Linked DNA regions of Bombyx mori: regions 1 and 2 are each linked to region 3. The links are chromatin contacts, called in public Hi-C maps. All regions are on one chromosome and are shown on one strand. Each heading gives the region's core, a stretch centred on a gene start, on an enhancer-like site or on the middle of the called end of the contact. The rest is flanking DNA. Distances are from core to core; before and after follow the strand shown. Region 1 holds the start of LOC101742403 (protein suppressor of white apricot). Region 2 overlaps LOC101742550 (eukaryotic translation initiation factor 4E transporter). Region 3 overlaps LOC101742265 (cytospin-A).

Evidence for each region. A called contact is a pair of places that touch in the nucleus more often than the background predicts.
Region 1: a contact with region 3 is called in a Hi-C map of whole pupa, with 2.3 times the contacts expected there. The contact joins the promoter of LOC101742403 here to the enhancer-like site in region 3. A contact is called at or near these places in 4 of 7 Hi-C or Micro-C datasets (middle silk gland, posterior silk gland and whole pupa).
Region 2: a contact with region 3 is called in a Hi-C map of middle silk gland, with 2.3 times the contacts expected there. The contact joins two enhancer-like sites. A contact is called at or near these places in 3 of 7 Hi-C or Micro-C datasets (middle silk gland, posterior silk gland and whole pupa).

What each region holds. Positions count from the first base shown.
Region 1 is chr16:3,392,328-3,396,729 of ASM3026992v2, forward strand. It overlaps LOC101742403 (protein suppressor of white apricot), which reads left to right and starts at 2,080. Exons shown (of 13, transcript XM_038016211.2): 1 at 2,080-2,415; 2 at 2,965-3,134; 3 at 3,472-3,632; 4 at 4,004-4,220. The coding sequence starts at 2,222. LOC101742550 (eukaryotic translation initiation factor 4E transporter) reads right to left here and starts at 1,456. Exons shown (of 26, transcript XM_062672939.1): 1 at 992-1,456. The coding sequence starts at 1,070.
Region 2 is chr16:3,364,559-3,368,744 of ASM3026992v2, forward strand. It overlaps LOC101742550 (eukaryotic translation initiation factor 4E transporter), which reads right to left. Exons shown (of 26, transcript XM_062672939.1): 11 at 3,806-3,914; 12 at 2,936-3,052; 13 at 2,416-2,534; 14 at 2,022-2,096; 15 at 1,334-1,474; 16 at 1,168-1,203; 17 at 569-668. The region is part of intron 4 of LOC105842061 (a long non-coding RNA gene); the gene reads left to right. Among protein-coding and RNA genes, the nearest start is that of LOC101742695, 22 kb to the left of the region's middle. Within about 2 kb of position 1,928, at least 3 of the 8 cell types and tissues checked have open chromatin away from gene starts, as enhancers often do.
Region 3 is chr16:3,469,257-3,473,412 of ASM3026992v2, forward strand. It overlaps LOC101742265 (cytospin-A), which reads right to left. Exons shown (of 25, transcript XM_038016558.2): 11 at 3,575-3,670; 12 at 2,861-2,985; 13 at 1,958-2,090; 14 at 1. Among protein-coding and RNA genes, the nearest start is that of LOC101744641, 36 kb to the left of the region's middle. Within about 2 kb of position 1,660, at least 4 of the 8 cell types and tissues checked have open chromatin away from gene starts, as enhancers often do.

The DNA of each region.
Region 1 (4,402 bases), core at 830-3,329, 77 kb before region 3:
ACTTCAAAGAAATTTTATAATAGTTTGATCTCGACTCAAGGTAACCAACTAAGACCAGGTTCTCCATGAGTCTATCCACAAATCCAAAGCAAATTATAAAAACAAATTAATCTGAATTGGACTTAAGAAAAAAGAATATAATATAAAAACTACAGGAATTTTTCACACAAACGAATAGGTTAAGTGGATAACTTGTATTTCATAGCTGCAATTGACTATGTGCATTCATTCCAACTATACAACCTGACAAAATCTAATAAGAACTTGCTGTATTTTTTTGTGTACAAAATGGAACATGTTGGCCAACTAGATTTATTAACAAATGCTGTAGAATTAATAGATTTATTCTGTTATTTTTATTTAATATTATTATAAACTTATGCTTACAAACATGCACAATATGAAATGAAGTTTACTGTAAACTTCACACTGTTCAATAAATTATCATATTTAGACATTTTAATTTTTCTAATAACATATATTTAATCATACTTATCATTCGTGGTTTCACACTAAAATGCAATATTAGTAATATTATAAATTAGTCCTTGAACGTCAATAATGATCGAAATGGTAATTTTTCATATTAAATATACTTAAAAAATGAGCATTTTTAAAGAAGCAGATAGGAGTGCATTTTCATAATTTTCTTTAGTATCAATAATGAGTACAGTCTGCGTATTTATATGGTACCAAGAAAGAACTGGAGCATAACTTAATGCAGTGTAAACACTATCAAAGTGACACAGTTGACCTACTTTGAATATAACTGTTTTGATTTGATTATGAATCTAATAGTAATAGCATGTTTACTTTTTTACGAAGAGGTTTTTACTTTTCATGTTGTCGAGAAGTTAAGCAAAACAAAAATCCAGAAATTTCAGTTAGGGCTTCAAAAAAATCGTTACAAATCGTACTTTTATCTTAAATTATGAAGGTAGGTTCGTAGATTTTTATTTGAATTATGTTGTAGGGTGTAAAAAATACTCACCCTGCTGGTTTGAGCCATCCTTCTGTTTTTCGTCATTTGGTTTCTCCTTCAGTGAAGACAATAGGTTTACAGCTGACATAGCTAGCAATCTTCCTCACAAAGTTATTCAGTCTTCTTTCAATATATTAAATCTATTAAAATTCTTTAACAACTATACAATATTTACAAAATTGTTCATGAAACTAAACTATAGCCTAAAGTATTGTTTATATCACAGACTTTTCGTTTTTCAACAATACGGATCAAAACGTCCACGCACTTAAATACTTTCAATAATAATTATGTGACTCTAGATATAATAAAATTATTTACACATTAAAAACTAACGTTTACAATCTAATTTTAACAAATACGCTCTAGCGGTCACAAGATACTCATAACTAAAATAATTTATCAGTTTTCGATGCAAAAATATATAAAACGTCCGCCATATGCCTTTTGAAAATATAGATTAACCTGGTAAACTAAAAGTCAGTACCGAATACGTGTCCAGATAGAACACAAGAATACGTTTTATTTGATGAGGTTATATCCAGTTGCCACTACTTTTGTTTAGGGTCATTTTTTTGAGAATGTAACCAAATAAATTGTATACCTATTATATCGATCAAATATATATGCTGTTACAACTTTATAAATATATTTAAATATTAAGCAGATCTAATTACCTACTAAAATATAAGATTCCGTAGAACACTATTTATATATTTAACAAAAAAATAATCCAGTACTCTTTCCTTACTCGTTCTTTATCTTGAAAAGTGTTGTTATTCTGAAATGGTAAATGGACTTACGACCAATGCAGTGTTAAGCGGTTACCAAAGCCTTAGCAAGAGTGTGGAAAAATGATACAAAATCACGGAACATGGCTTTTCAAGTTCAATTATAAAATCCTTTTAACTTTTAGATTACCACCATTTTATTGACTGATTTATTTCATCTCATCGAATATTTACAATGTTGTTTTATTTTACCTTGTAAGTTGTAATATTTCGTATCATTTAATATTTAGTTTGATTTCGTTCATTTCTGGTCTCTGTTTTTATACAATAAATATTCCGTTGGCCTTTGTTTTGAAAGATTGAACTCTATCAGCCTCTTTTCCTTTGCATGTATAACAAATCAATCAAATAAAAATTATAATTGCCTAATGTCACTGATTGTGGCTCAATGACGGTATGACAGCGTTGTGTCCATTATTGTTGAAATGCTCACGGAAAATTATCAAAAATGGCATCAAAATGGACTAGACGTCGTAGTGAAGCCGGTATATTAAGAAAGAATGAAATCAATGAGAAAAAAGAAGAGTTACTCGTGTTCGGCTATTCATGCAAAATATTCAGGGACGATGACAAAGCTTTGTTCATTGATCAAGGGAAACACCTCATTCCGTGGATGGGGGATGAAACGTTGAAAATCGACAGGTTCGATCCGTTTTTTACTATCAGACTGCTAACTGTGGTGCTAAAACCATAAAAAACGATAATAATTTGTCAGAATGTAATAAAATTTTGGAAGACTTATAAGATTTTCGCAGAGGATGATGAGTAAAGCCTACAGCGGGACGGGACTTAGACAGGGGCGCGGGCCCGTCGTGGTGACGTCTTTTCTTATGGTGACACTCTCCGGTGGTATGTATAACTTACAACGGAATAATTGAGTATGTATAAAAATGTAATCTAATTGTTTCACATGCGAATGATGTTACCATAGTTTATTATTAAAATTTTGATTATGGTTACGTTGTATATGCTGTTTATAGTATTAAAAACGAAGTGTATTTAGTATAAATCTACAGTTGAAATAATTTATGTAATTTACCGGTAACAATGAAACTTCCAATGGATGTACTGAAAGCTAAAATGTCATTCAACATAGGAAATAAAAATTGGAAATTATATTAAAAACCTCACATTATTTGCAGGTCTAATGACAAGATAGTTCATGGATTATCATGCTATTTATGTGAACAGGTATGATGCAAGAGGAGCCCTACACGATGTGTCAGCATTGGAAGCCCCGCCGGGAGGATACGACTGGCGGGTGGAGTTAACAAAATCTGAGCTTGATGTGGAGCAACTATGCGATGATGAACGTTACCGAGCTCTATACACAAATGAAGATGAAGAAGAAATGTACAAAGGTAAAAGCACCTTAGAGATTATTTTGCAATGTCTTATCTGTATTGTTAATAAATTTGACTGCTATAGTATTTTAAGTTGTGAGTTGTATTCATAACCAATTTTATATATTTCTTACTTTTTATTACTTCTTGAAGTGTCTAAAGTTGTTTCCTGAGAGTACCAGAAGGTACTGGAGGTAATAAGGGAGTCTACAGGACCATTTAACCTATTTTCTAATAGGTAAAAGACTCCATTATTTAAGACCATGGGTGGTAGGAATCTTACATCATATCACATCACAGTCTGCTTTTGAGGCAAGAAGGTTACAAAAATAAAATCCTAAATAATTTTAAACAGAGGAAGAACTGAAGCGTCTCCATGCGGCTGGTTACGGACAAGTTGGTTTCAATTATGATACATTAGCTCCACCTAAGCCACCCGCGAAGCCAGTTGAGGTAGATGAACCATTTGTTCCGTCTTCAACTCTTGAAACTCTGCTACCTGAAGATGTTGTTTTAGTAAGTATAATTTTATTAATTTCAATTGCTATTGAATCTCAATAATTGGACAAGATAATATTTACTATTAATGTCACATGATTCATTACATGTTTAATATAGAGTGCATTACTGTATTTACGTACTAAGAAGTATACAGACATAATGTAAGAAGACAGAAGTGGTTTTTTTCTCTCTGATGTTTTAATGTCTCGTAGAGATCTGTTTCAGTTAACAATGAGCTATTTCTTTGGCTGATTTTAATCTTAATAGTGGTATAAGTAAGACAAAAGTGTAACACATAATATATTTGATCTGTTTGGTGCATTCTATCATTTATCAGAAATGGTACACCAAAACTATAAATAAAAATCATTTAATTCTTTTACTAGCCTGAGACACAAAAACTGAATGCCATCATAGAGAAGACAGCCAACTTTATAGCAAGTCAGGGTGTCCAGATGGAGATCCTCATCAAAGCCAAGCAGGGTGACAATCCTCAGTTCCAGTTCCTCAACAAAGACTCCCCTTTGCACCCATATTATAGTGCGCTCATCGCACTCATCAAAGCCGGTAAATGGCCTGAGAAGAAAGTCGATTCTGTTGAAGGTGAGTCCTGTTTTTTGATTACTTACTACAAAACAAATCAATCAATAAATAAATACATATTTGAAAATTACATTGCTTGCGGTTATTTTCAAATATATATTTATTTGTTGATTGATTTGTATTTTTTTTATTGTTTAGGTGTGTGGACGAGCTCACAGCCCACCTGATGTTAAGTGGTTACT
Region 2 (4,186 bases), core at 678-3,177, 100 kb before region 3:
TTTATAAGTTTCAAGCATCTCCGTCCGAGTAAACATCAAACAAAGGTTGTCAACCTCTATTTAATAACCATAATGTCTCCATTATCGGGTACAGTTCCAATCTCGATACGAGGTTATTATATTTATATTATTAACATTTTCTACTACGGCTGTTTGATTTTAAAAATTTGTGAACCTTTCGAATTCCGAGACATTCATATATTATGGTGACAACTACCGTTTATTTTTCTCTAAATAATATTTCTAGACTTTTACGTTTCATTTCACGCAGTGTCTTGAGGTTTGAGGCTGTTTAATCAATGTACCTTTTGCCAAAAAAATAAAAAAATGCTAAATTAAAAAAAACACTACACTGAGAATGTCTAATGTGTTCTATCTAATTCTCTCGCCGGTTGAATCCTATACATTTGTGTTTGTGTCTCTATGGACTTATTTTTTCGTTTCATCGAGTTCGAAATGACAACGATTCTAAAGAAGTTTCACTTCAAAAACCGTAAGAGTTGTTTTAATGACGTCTACGGTTCGTGAGAACACCAAGCTCGTTGCTCGACGAGGTTCCGGTACTGACCGTGCACGATCGCCTGAGCTTCGGGCCTCTGTAGCAGCTCGCGGTCCGAGGGCGTGATGACGGCTCCGTGGGCCGGCAGGTCCGGCGGCTGCTGCGGTCGCTGTTAACAAACATCACAACCATCAACAACAGTTTAATCACAGGAACCCGGACGAAGAAGAGGAAGAGGCAGACCTAAGAAATGGATGGATTGCGTGAAAGACGATATGTAATGTATGAAATGAGATAAGAAACAGCAAATTATTTTTTTTATATAATATCTAAATATATCAGTAATGATAACGAAGTGTGGCCGCTTTTTAGTATTAATAGTCCACTTAACATCCCCAAGTATTATCAATTACATACTTCCAAACTTTTCTTCTTCTTGTCCTTTATCCCATCCACGACGCGGAATGGGCGCAGCATGTCCTCTTTTTCCATTGAAGCCTATCCGTACGTCACCTCTGCGCTCAGAGCCCTCTCTCGCATATAGATATCGTCTTTCACGCAATCCATTAGTATTTTTAGGACACCCCTCCTCTTACGTTACCATCTGCTTATACATTACTTCTAAAGTACATATTTATTATAAAACATAATTATTGATTATTACTCACCATGGTATGGGCGGGATGCTCGTCAGTATTGGTCAGCTGAAATGAAATAATATTAAAATTTTGAAACGAATTAGTTGAGTTTTGTTGCAACGCGGAATTTTGGTTCGATAATGATGGAATCATCACAAAAAAAAAAGCTTTAAAATTAACAGTTAAAACTAAATACCTGTTGGACTTGTAAGAGCTTGTATAGGAGCTCTTGAGGTATATGCGGTTGTTGTTGTTGTTGTTGCTGAGCCTTCTGTTGTTGTTGCTGTTGCTGTTGTTGTTGTTGCTGCTGTTGCTGCTCCATGCTTTTATTCAGCATCTGTTTTAAATACATTTTTTTTTATTTCGTGATCACATTAACAATTCAGTTCTGAAGAGTTACAAATCTAAAATTCAGAGAAACTAATATAAGTAAGCAATATTGTTCAATTATTCATTATATTCTCTTCAGTACCTATAATTAAGTTAAAGAGAAAAAGTTCGATACAAAAACGCCTAACAGTACCTAGGTTATAGTATTTTGATAATAAAAAAATCACAATTAATATAATATAGTATTGGGTGTGAATGCGCACTTTCGAGTGCGTGCGTATGAGCGCGTGTGGGTGCGTGCACGTGTGCGTCCTTAATTTTGAGTGTGTAAGTTTGTGTAAGTGTGTGCATGTGAGTGCGTATTTCAGTTTGTGGAAATGAGTGTGTGCGCGTGAGTGCGTATTTGTTTGAGTAAGTCAGTGTGTGCGTGTGAGTGGATATTTCAGTTTGTGTAAGTGAATGTGTGCGTGTGAGTGCGTATTACAGTTTGTGTGAGTGTGTGCGTGCGAGTGCGTGCGTACGAGTGCGTGTGCGAGCGGGTGCGTGTGGTATACCTGCAGTAAGGTCATGGGTTGATGACGCGGAGGGTCGCCGGCTGCCACCGCGTGTCCGCCCGACACCTGCGCCAGCTGGAACAAACGTCGACACATCGTATATTACAAGTCGGACAATTGCAAAGCCAAAATTACATCAATACGGTTTAAGCCAACGAATGCAACTTTAGAAAGTAACATAAATATGCTTTCTAAGGTTTTACTTATAAACATCGTCGATCGTGTTTGAAATGCTAATGCAAAAGACTACCTACTATCAAATGTCGATATTAAATTGAAAATTTTTTTATACCTTAATTTAATATAATTTGATATTTGCTCTTGATTTTTATACCAAAATATTTATAGTTACCTCGTATTTAGGCAAAATTAAAATACGTTATACGAAACTCACGAGTCGTTTAAATGCAGTGAGATCGTGGTCGGGAACGTTGTGATGCTGTACCGGCTGCGGCCGAAGTCGAGCCTCCAACTCTTCGAGACTATGCACCTTGCCGCCAATCGATGTCGCCTCTGAAACATATTTACATATCACATATATTCTCCTCGCGTCGATAATCCTCAATGCTGAGGGTTGTGGCTTCCTCTAATCACTTCCTCCTGGATTATCCTGCGCCATTTCTTTTTTTTTATTACTTAGATGGGTGGACGAGCTTACAGCCCACTTGGTGTTAAGTGGTTACTGGAGCCCATAGACATGTACAACGTAAATGCGCCACCCACCTTGAGATATAAGTTCTAAGGTCTCAGTATAGTTACAACGGCTGCCCCACCCTTCAAACCGAAACGCATTACTGCTTCACGGCAGAAATAGGCAGAGTGGTGGTACCTACCCGTGCGGACTCACAAGAGGTCCTACCACTAGTAATGCACGCGCGCCGTTTTTTGTTATTAGTAGTAAGTTGAGAAGGTACCTGGGCGGGCGTCGTTGGCGCGCAGCAGCAGGTCGAGCAGCGAGGGGGGCGCGCGGGGCGGGGCGGCGGGCGCGATGGGCGCGAACACGGCCTCGCGCGGCGGCGGACTCTCCAGCTCTGCAACGCGACCAACCCCGCTCCACTATAACTACGATCTAAGACTACAAGTTTATAACACAGTACAATCTACTGGTGGTAGGACGTCTTGTGATTTTTTTTTCCTACCTAAGCTGATAGCCTTGAGAGGCTATATCAGCGTAGCCTTAACTAGTAGGGAGAGCTCACGTTCAAATACATGCAGGAACGGAACGGAACGGTATGGATGAATGTCAGATATGGAGCATGACTGAGTGAGAGAGACAGGAGATGTGGTTTAAGCATGACTGAGTGAGAGAGACAGGAGATGTGGTTGGAGCATGACTGAGTGAGAGAGAAAGGAGATGTCGTTGGAGCATGACTGAGTGAGAGAGAAAGGAGATGTCGTTGGAGCATGACTGAGTGAGAGAGACAGGAGATGTCGTTGGAGCATGACTGAGTGAGAAAGAGAGGAGGTGTCGTGTTAGAAAGTAAGAAAAACGGCGAATGAATGCGGAACACTTCGTTTTATTTCTTAAACGTGAGGATGGTAGTTACCGGACGCGGCGGCAAACAGGCGGGGTGTATCTCTAGAGACGTAAGACGTTTATATTTTAGTTACATAGATTAAGACGATTAAGACGAAATAAAAAATCAAGTTTGTATGAAGTCATCAACCGTTTCACTGGCCCAAACCTCAATAGAAAACCCCACATACAGTGTCAGCAGGGAAATGATACGCTTTTCACTAATCCACTTGTCCTTAGAAATAGATAGAAAAAAAAAAGATATTACCATCGACAATATTGTGGAGCAGTCTCTCGTAATGCTTGTCGTTTGTCGGACTCTCCCGTCTGAACCATTGACTAAAACGACTTCCGCCTTCGGTTTCGCTTCCGCCGTTCTAAAACGCACAAATGATTCGAATTAAATTTACATAAATATACAGACTTAGGATCCAGATTTAACATTGTTTTTAATTATTACTTCGCTAAAATATCATCCCCCCCCCTTCTCGTGGGTTTTGTAAAAGAGATTCCAGGGGATTCACCGGCGAATAGACAGCAGTTGTCCAAGTATTATATTAAGAAACTGCAATTATAATGCGCCGTATTGTAATGTATTCCTATTTTAAAATGAATTGGGTCACAGGCTTTACAATACGATCGAGGCATC
Region 3 (4,156 bases), core at 410-2,909:
ACTAGCCATGTCACGACACCAGATATTACCAGTCTGCTTACTGTGAGTGTTTTAACGTTCTCGCGTAAAAGTTAACTCAAATTTGTAAACAGTTGGACAGCGCCCTTAGCGCCAAACATAAGCAAATAATTAAATTCCATAGAATTTAGGGTTAACTTTTACGCTATCGAGAAATTTAAAAAACTCCCACTAAGGACACATTTGTTCGATTTATTTGTAAAACATCTCTTTGCATGTAAAGCGTTACTTATGTTTCTATTATTTTAAATACATTTGACAGTGTCATAGAAAGTGCTACACAAACCACACGTATTTTGACTATCTTTATCACTAGACTTATTAATTGTTTATTAACCTAATGAAATTAAAAGAGAGCGATGATCGGACTAAACAGCCACACTGAAGTGTCAGTAAAACTCTCAAGTTATTGCGACTAATTTTGTTATAACTCAGATGGGCTAAAAGGTCAAGTTACTGATGACCGTAATAGTTATATATAGGTACATAATTACTGTTTGATGGAGATCAACAAATTATCTGTTCAAAAGATTTTAACTGTTGATAGACTACATTTGATTTTGATCTTTGTGGTGTAGGCAGTATAAATAGTTTCCTACGGTACGGGATATGCAAATTTGCACTTTTCGAATTCGTGATCTCAATCTAAACATTTTCAATATTAAACTTAGAGAATCGTAAAGTTTTTTTTTTAATTTTTTAAGCAAAGCATGGCATACAAAATACGAAGTGGCAAGTGCTAGTAATGTGGTACTACTACAACCTAACCTAATCTAACCTAAGACATATTATATAATATGCAAAGAAAACTATGTTTTGTTTGTCATTTACATTTTTTTATTAAAATATTTTTCGTTATTAAAGCCGTTTGTATTACGTTTATTTAAATAAATAAAAAAATACTGCAACAACATCATTAATTTATTTGTATTCCAACTTTTCTTAATATATTCAATTCACATGTACCTAACTTTTGGCAAATGTGCACATTTACCGGTAAAAACAGGTAAAAGTGTACATTTCCCAACAGTGTACATTTACCGTAATATATATAAATAATTAATGATGAATTCCATTTGACAACCACCCTTTAACAACTCCCTATTCAAAGGTTCCAAGCTGGTCTGATCCAAACTTATATTTTGTATGCAGCGCCCCTAGCGACAAACGTACGCAAACGTTCCAATTCCATACAAATTTGAGTTAACTTTTACGCTATCGAGAACGTTAAAAAACTCGTACTAAGCACACTGAACGTGTACTGGCGCTTTATACTACGATTTGAGTGAAGCGATGTAAAAGTGCTGATGTGAATGCGCGCGTGCCCTGTACAATACATGACTCGTACATTCGGAAGCACCAACGTAGATCTCTGCGGTGCTGTAGACGAAGAGCGGTAGGCAGCGGCTTGGCTCTGCCCCTGGCATTGCTAAAAGTCCATGGGCGAAGGTAATCACTGGGGGCCTCAATCATCAGGTGGGCCGTATGCTCCTCTGCTTACAAGGGCAAAAATGTGTATGTGTGCAAGTCACAAACGGTAGAAGTGAAACTTATATAAAATAAGAATAATCGCAAGGGTCAACCACCACCCACTGCCTGCGCAGTGCACTGGAGCAGGCCCACCCTGGGGGACCACCTGCATGATCACGGTGTCTCTACGCCAGGTAAGTATAATTAAGCAAGAGAAACATGAGAACGTCTATTCAACTGTGTAACATCTTGTCATCACGATTCAGGAATTGTTGAATTTACGTGCAGCGACATCTGTTGATAACAAACTAAATAGAAATAATTGTAAATCATCTTTTATAGTATGAGCCCTCTGTGAATTGATATTTTAACTTCACGTTTCATTTTTTCGTTTCATCGAGTTTGAAATCACATCACAACGATTCTAAAGAAGTTTCACAAGTACAGAGATTATGGTCACTGTCCTGACCTTGGCTTTAGCGGCGTCGAGCAGGTCGGAGAGCGTGGCGACCTGGTGCTGGCGGGCGGCGGCCAGGTCCCGCGCCGCCTGCGCCTCCAGCTCGCTCTCGGCGCGCGAGCACTCCAGCGAGCTCTCCAGCGACCTGCCCCAGCACCACAACGGAACGTAACCTCACTGCTGGTAGGACGTCTTGTGAGTCCGCACGGGTAGGTCCCACCATCCTGCCTATTTCTGCCGTGAAGCAGTAACGCGTTTCGGTTTGAAGGGCGGGGCAGCCGTTGTACATATACTGATGATATGATGATACTCCAACGGTTGTCTTAGTGTTCAGACGGGAACGTGCGAGGATTTCGCGGCAGAAATGGAGCGGAGTCTGTTCCGCATACATCCCCGCACCGAGCCAGTGTGAAGGGGCTACCGGAGCCCATAGACATCTACAACGTAAATGCCGCCGCCCACCCTGAGATAGAGTTGAAAGGTCTCAGTATAGTTACAGCGGCTGCCCCACCCTTCAAACCGAAACGCATTACTGCTTCACGGCAGAAATAGGCAGAATCGTGGTACCTACCCGTGCCGACTCACAAGACCTCCTCCTACCACCAGTAATTTCACGAATTATAATTTTTGCGGGTTTGATTTTTATTACACAATGTACCTACACTTCACCGTGGAAGTCAATCGTGAACATTTGTTAAGTACGTATTTCATTAGAAAAATTGGTACCCGCCTGTGGGATTTGAACACCGGTGCATCGTTAGATACGAATGCACCGGACGTCTTATCCTTTAGGCCACGACGACCGCAAAGGGAGACGTCATATCAAATCGCCCTATTACTATGATGCATTAAGGGTCGGTTTAGTCCCAGCGTGTGCGTGCGACTCCCATCAACATCTCAACGTGAGGACCTCACCTAATCCTCTCACTGAGAGCTTCATTTTCTTTGGTTTTCTCTTCTAAACTCGTTTTCAGTTGACTTAACTCCTCTTCCAGCTGTTCCTGTTTGGTTAACAGATGCTTTCTTTCCTCCTGCGACATCTGCGGATAACGAATTGAGAGTCATTTTAAAACACAAGAAGTATATTTTATGATGATAATTGGCTCAAAGACTCAAACGATTTTCAGGACATGAGGTCGGAGGTATCTCAATTGTATTGCATATGTCCTTGTAGCGAAATGATGGCTGGTCTGCGGCAGACATAGAATGATGGTACTGATCCGTGTTGGCTTCCAAAACATACAACCGCTCGTGGGCGCGTAACTATGCACATTGTATGTGTAATAGTGCACATTATGTAATAAAACAGCATAAATCTTTGTTTAATGATATCCATAAATTATACAATTGATAAATCTGCATCAAACGCCACAAAAAAATCTCTATTGTTGAGATATATTTAATATTAAATTATAAAAATAATTCTCGTCAGCATAACTGTATTAGAGGGTATTCTTTCTTTTTTAAAGAGCCTCCACATCCTTCCATTACTATTTTTAAATATATTATAATTTTAAATGTATTATAATTTTAAATATTGCATACGAAATTCGATCTAGCATTTTCGACCTTACGTCACTGACGTTTAGAGTTTTAAAAAAAAAGCAAAGTCAACATTGAAGATGTTACCTTCAACATGGCGAACAGCTGTTGATCCGTGTCCCCGGGGACCAGGTTCACGGGTTCAATGCCCTCACGCAACAATAGCTCTTGTAGTGTGTCCACCTGCAAAAATATTTTATTACATGAAAACCAAAATTCCAATCAATTGACCTTATTTTCATAAAAGCATCTGTTAAAGAACACTATTTATCCTTACCATATTAAATAAAAGTATATATATTTGTATAATGTATTATAATATAAAGTATAGTAACCGGCAAACATCTTGAGTAAATGACCTTGACTGCGCAGAACCGAATTTTAGATCACTTTGGTGGTGAGGGTGAGGCGCGACGGCAGGGGAAATCGTATCGAGCGCGTTATTGGTAGATCAGTCGAACCTTGCGTCCCGCACCGCGCCCTCGTTCCGCTTGCTCCCAAAAGTACGCTTGCGTACAGAGGAAAGTTATTATATTATTAAAGTCTATCGTTATTAATCGTTAAGTTATTTGTTATATTACTTGTGGACTTTGTTGCCATTGCTATTTGTTGAGTGTTTGTTGTTTTTTTTATAAAACATACACTATGCCGCGACAAACCGGTGTAGTA